2 separate regions of the Oryctolagus cuniculus genome follow, and region 2 is linked to region 1. A link is a contact called in public Hi-C data. All regions are on one chromosome and are shown on one strand. Each heading gives the region's core, a stretch centred on a gene start, on an enhancer-like site or on the middle of the called end of the contact. The rest is flanking DNA. Distances are from core to core; before and after follow the strand shown. Region 1 holds the start of LEKR1 (leucine, glutamate and lysine rich 1). Region 2 holds the start of SSR3 (signal sequence receptor subunit 3).

What was found. Hi-C and Micro-C count contacts between places; a contact is called where the count stands out from the background.
Region 2: a contact with region 1 is called in a Hi-C map of an unstated tissue, with 2.0 times the contacts expected there. The contact joins the promoter of SSR3 here to the promoter of LEKR1 in region 1. A contact is called at or near these places in 3 of 6 Hi-C or Micro-C datasets (ear pinna, skin fibroblasts and an unstated tissue).

Annotation. Positions count from the first base shown.
Region 1 is chr4:124,011,725-124,014,427 of mOryCun1.1, forward strand. It overlaps LEKR1 (leucine, glutamate and lysine rich 1), which reads right to left and starts at 1,397. Exons shown (of 12, transcript XM_070072606.1): 1 at 1,265-1,397. It overlaps LOC103350428 (a long non-coding RNA gene), which reads left to right and starts at 777. Exons shown (of 4, transcript XR_011388098.1): 1 at 777-912; 2 at 1,193-2,703.
Region 2 is chr4:124,339,781-124,342,483 of mOryCun1.1, forward strand. SSR3 (signal sequence receptor subunit 3) reads left to right here and starts at 1,357. Exons shown (of 5, transcript XM_002716322.5): 1 at 1,357-1,593. The coding sequence starts at 1,461.

The sequences.
Region 1 (2,703 bases), core at 147-2,646:
TGAGGATAAATCAAAAATAAAATTTCCTGCCAGCCCAGAAAACTCTCCACAATGCAGAAGGAAAGCACATTTATTCTTAAGATTTTAGACTTGAAAGTACATCACTGCCTATCTGCTACTGAGATTCCAAAGAAAACCCACTCTTTTTCTACAGCAAGGAAACACATGTATCAGTTACAGGTCCTTAAGAAAAGTGGTAATTTGTCCTCATAGAAGAAAATTCAACACAGTTTGCTATCCATTCTTTTAGCGTTCATCTGAAATTTACCTGGTGGTTGGGGGTAGCCTTTTGTCCTAGCTAACTGCCTCCATCCTAAGGAATCAGGTGGTTGCAGCTGGGGAGTAAAGCACCTAAACTCTCAAGGTGACAGGGAGATAGGGCCACTATCGTTCCTGATGATTACATTTCAAAGAAATAGCTTCCTGGGTCTTCAAAGATTTGCTACAAATGAAAGGAGAGAAAGCTTTCACAAAATACTAGGTTTCTCAAGGAAAGAAAGGGTTCTCTTTCCCCTTTGGTAACGGAGGAAATGTGTAATTTTAAATATACTCTCATTAAGTTGACATTAGTTTGCGTGTTTTTACGACTTTCGCACCACGCTTGTGTAGCCTGCCCTCTGGCAAGAGGAGCGGAGGTAAGTGGCCGAAGCTACGAAGGTGTTTGTGAACCTGCTCTCTAACAAGATCACGAGAAAGATATTTTAAAAATGCAGAAACGTTCTTGTTCGCTCATATCCGACTCACTTCCGCACACCAGTGTCACGCTGGGCCACGAACTCACGTTCAGCTTTCAGGCTGAACCATTCCCACAGAGTGAGTCACCCACAACGGGCGGGTCAAGGGCAGGTGAAGCGGGAGTGCACGGCCTAAGACTTTCCTGAAGCGGCGGGATTTTCCAAATAGAAACCAACTGTAAGGCCAGACAAAACTACGGGAAAGGGCTTTGAAATCTGTCCCGCGCTAACCCCGTTCCCTCGGGACCGGCTCGGCCGGAAGGGAAGGGGGGGAGGAGGAGGAGAGGAGGAGAGGGGGGCGGGGGCGAGGAGGCAGAACCGCTCTTTCACTGAGGCAGTCAATGCCTGGGCCCGACGGGCTCCAGGAGACCCGCAGGGGCCGCGGAGAAGCGCGGCGGCGGAGGCAGGCGCCAGGCCCCACGCCCTGAGGCGGCGCCGCGGCTCATTTTTCTCCCCAGGTGCGAGGACGCCTCCGCTCCGGAACTGAGTCCCGGGTCATCCAGGGCCAAAGGGAAGCCATTGTCTCTCACCTAGACCTCGCCTCCGCCGGGTGCGAAACGGCTTTCCCCGTCTCCCGGGCGACCGGCGCTGCACGTCGGCCTGACGTCAGGGCGCGGTGACGTCATGGCCCACGCCTCTCGCCGACGCGGAACAGCGCTCCCCTACACTGCACTAGCGGAAGTGGGAGAGCTTGGTGGCGGGGTTCCGAGGAAAGAACTCTGCTTACGCTGAGTGCCGTAAGAGGGAGGGAAGGGGAGCTGGGGCGGCGAGGTGGGGGAGGGCAGAAGGCTTGGTAAAGGCTGCGGAGGTGGAGGGAGACGTCACAACCCTGCAGGGCGCTGGAGAGAGGCGCTGCCCCGCGCGCCGAGTCCTGGTCCTACCTCTCACCCCTGCCAACACAGTAGTGGGCAGTAACTGATCTTGAGCGGTGACAGAGATGAGGTCATGGGTGTAAAAGGAAGCACTGGTTTCACTCATTACAACAAGTACAAAGTACTTGGAAAGCTTTGGTAAGATTTTCATCCTTCTTCAAAAATAATCAAAATGAAGTACTTAGTTCACTTACACATAACTGACTTTCATTCATTCATTCATTCATTCATAAAACAAGTATTAACTGATGATGTACTGCGCCACAAGCACCGCATACCAGCATACGGTGAGGATCTGTGACTAACCCAGACAGAAACAGCCCTTGTGACTCATTCCGAATCCAGATCTCTCGCTTGTGAGGATTGTATAAGGTCCAAAATGCGGGAACCAAAGGAAACATTCATGGCTCCCTCACAGGGAAAGACTCATTACCACTGAATAAAATGAGATTGAATATGAAGACAGTTAATGAAACCCTTCGTTGTGGAGACGTGATTAAATGATGCAGAGCAGTACTGGTACAATACTCAAACTGCCAACTGAGGGCTGTTTGTTAATGAATATGACAACGTGATGTATTTCCTAAAGCCTGTGTTCAGGGCAGTACTACTCTGGGAGCTAGATGTGCCCTGTACACGTAAACTGACGTTTTTGCTGTGCCACCCACTGTTGATTTTCTGTTCCCAGCCTCTAAAGAAGGTTCCTCATCTGAGAAAGAGAAGCAGTACTCAAAGGATTGAACAAATGACTAAGCAGTACAGAGGACAGTCAACCCAGTGGGCAAGTACAGCATGCTTATGAGAACTTTCAGAACTACTCATCTTCATCTGTCTCCTTGAGGGTCAGTGAAGGCAGGATTGTTCTCATTTTGTAACAATGGGGGTTTTAGATACAGGACAAATACAGATGATCCAAATATGTTGAGTGCCTTATCTGGAACGGGAATTGCACACCTAAAGCAAGATCACTCTGTTCTGAGGCTAGTTTGCTTGTACAGTCAGGCATTGCTTAACAACGGGGAGAATTCATTGTGTGAGCATCATAGAGTATACTTACACAAACGTCGGCGCCATAGCCTGCTGTGCACATAGGCTAT
Region 2 (2,703 bases), core at 107-2,606, 330 kb after region 1:
GTGGTAGAATAAGGAAAGGATTTATACTTCAGGAAAACTCACTTTGGTACTTTGCAGAGAATCAGCTGAAAAAGATTGAAGATGGAAAGCTCAATTAGGAGGAAGGCCATGGAGATCGATTACGATTTGGAAAAGGTGAGGAGAAAGTTATCTACAAACCTGCTGATCGGGGCAGCTGGAGATTGAGCAAGTTTTGCCTGACTTGCCAGGATGTTTGGGTGTTATCAGTGAAGCAAAGAACCATTGGCAGAGATTGATGTGGCTGAGTATTCTTTTCTGAATAAAAGGTGATCATCCGAGGAGTTAAAAATGGCAGTGGCAGTATTAACAGGCATGCCACCACGTTGTCTTTACTTAGTGTTATTTTCTATTTAGCTTGGCAACCCTAAAGGGTTAGTTAAAAGGTCAGTAACAGGGGCCAACACTGTGGCAGAGCGGTTGAAGCCACTGCCTGCATTGCCAGCATCCCATAGGGGAGCCGGCTTAGTCCTGGCTGCTCCACCTCTGATCCAGCTCTCTGCTGTGGCCTGGGAAAGCAGTGTTCCCTGGCCTGGATAATAAGTGTTCCCATGTGGGAACACCCAGAAGAAGCTTCTGGCTCCTGACTTCGGATCTGCGCAGCTCTAGACGTTGCGGCCAACTGGGGAGTGAACCAGCGGATGGAAGACACCTCTCTCTGCCTCTCTTTTTCTCTCTGTGTAGCTTTGACTTTTCAAATGAATAAATTAATCTTTAAAAAATCAGTAATAAAATACTAGGAATTTGTAAGTGTATTCGAATGGGCTGTTTTCTTTTTCCCTCAGAAGTAGCCCGTTATTTCGATGCAAATAACGCCACACTTCGGAGACCAGCCCTGCCAGTCACCCACCCGTAAGCTCTCCATCTGCGATGGGGTGAACGATATGCAGCCAAGATTCATGAAGGTAGTTAACGCAATAGCGGAGGTGTAAAGGAGGAGAAATCCTACACGTGCTACCTATCCCTTTTTCCTCCTCCAATGCCCCCAGTGCTGGGCGCACACAGAGTACATTAAACATATGCACGCTGAATGAATGAATGAGTACTACCCGGTCAGAAGAGCTTTTATTTGGGATTTCTGAACCTTCGGATCGTGTGAGTCTGTCAATAGCCGTGATGTGGCATGCCAATAAAGTTTTGTCATTTTTTAAAAAGCACACATTAAACTACAAATCCCTTCCTTCTCTTCGGCTAGACGCGTCCCGTGGCTGGTCAGGCCTACGGAAGTCTGGCCCGCTCGCCCAATCACGCAGGAAAGCCTACGGAGTGACAGCAGGCCGACCAATCCTGGGGAGACTGTCCCCGCGCCGCGCAGGGTCCCGCCTCCACGCGCGGCGCTGACGGGTCGCTAGCGGATACGGCGGCCGCGGGGGCGGGGCCAGAGGCCTCGGCCCGGTTTCCCGTCCCGCTCGGCCTTCCCAGGTCTCGGCTCCTGCTCCGCCATGGCTCCCAAAGGCGGCTCCAAGCAACAGTCCGAGGAGGACCTGCTCCTGCAGGATTTCAGCCGCAACCTGTCGGCCAAGTCCTCCGCGCTGTTCTTCGGGAACGCGTTCATCGTGTCCGCCATCCCCATCTGTGAGTGCTTGGAGCGAGGCGGGCCGGGGAGGCCGCGGCGGGTCGGGCTGGGCGGGAACGTGGCAGGGCGCGGCGGACCCGTGAGGCCCGAGCTCTTCCTGGCTCCGTGCGGCTCTGGGCCTCGGAGTTCTCGTAAGAGGCTGTGGTTGTGCTGCAACACAGGGAAGTCGCTCGCGGCGCTTTGGAGAAGCGCGCCCGTTGCGGGACCCACCCCTGGAGGTTGTGATTCACGCGTCCCGGGATGGCAGATCCGAGTCTGCGTTTAAACAGACGCCCGCCGGGGGTTTACGGTGCCGTCACTCAAGCGTATCGCCTGCTGCCCTTTGGCACACTGCGGGCGCTGCCTATTTTGGGGAGGCTCACGGAGTGGGCCAGACACCCATCGCGTAACCCTGGCAAGTCACTTCGAGGTGTGTCCTTTCGAGCACCGCTCCACACCGCCGAGCATCGTTTTCCTGATTCGCAAAATAAGACAGGTTGGCCTTGGTCAGACCTTTTGGTAATCCTGTGAGAGCAATTAGAGAGTTCTCACTTGGATGAGTAGCGGTTTGCAGCCTCGGCCTGGGTCATTTTTAGAGCTCAGAGTTCCCGAGTTTCCATTTCCCATCTCGCACTCGTGCCCTGTTTTTGGGCAATCGAATGCAAATGTATCTTCTTCTTCGGCCTTCTAAAACTGAGCGTGCCATGACGGTAGCCTGGAGCCCCGTGGCTTCCTGGCGCAACCAAGCATTGCCCTGATTTCAGATAACAGCCACGTCAGCAAGTGAATGGATGGTTTGAGACCGCACGTGGCTTTTTGGAATGTCCTGAATTTAGACAAATAAATGCCCCTTCGAATGCAATTGGCGGTCTTATGATTTTTGTTGAGCCAGAGTTTGTTCTGATTTTCAAAGAAGCTGAAATTTTATCTGGACGAGGAATAGGAAGTTTATGTTTTTCAAGCGATTGGAATTGGGAAAGCTGGAGTTTGTTGCTGGATGTCTCACTTCTGAAGATCCTCAGATACTGTAGGATTCCCTAAGTCTGACTGCGTTTTTCCAGGCTTAGCATAACGTAATTCAGGAGGCTTTCATAATGGGAGTAATGTTTCTTTTTGTTACCCCCCCTCTT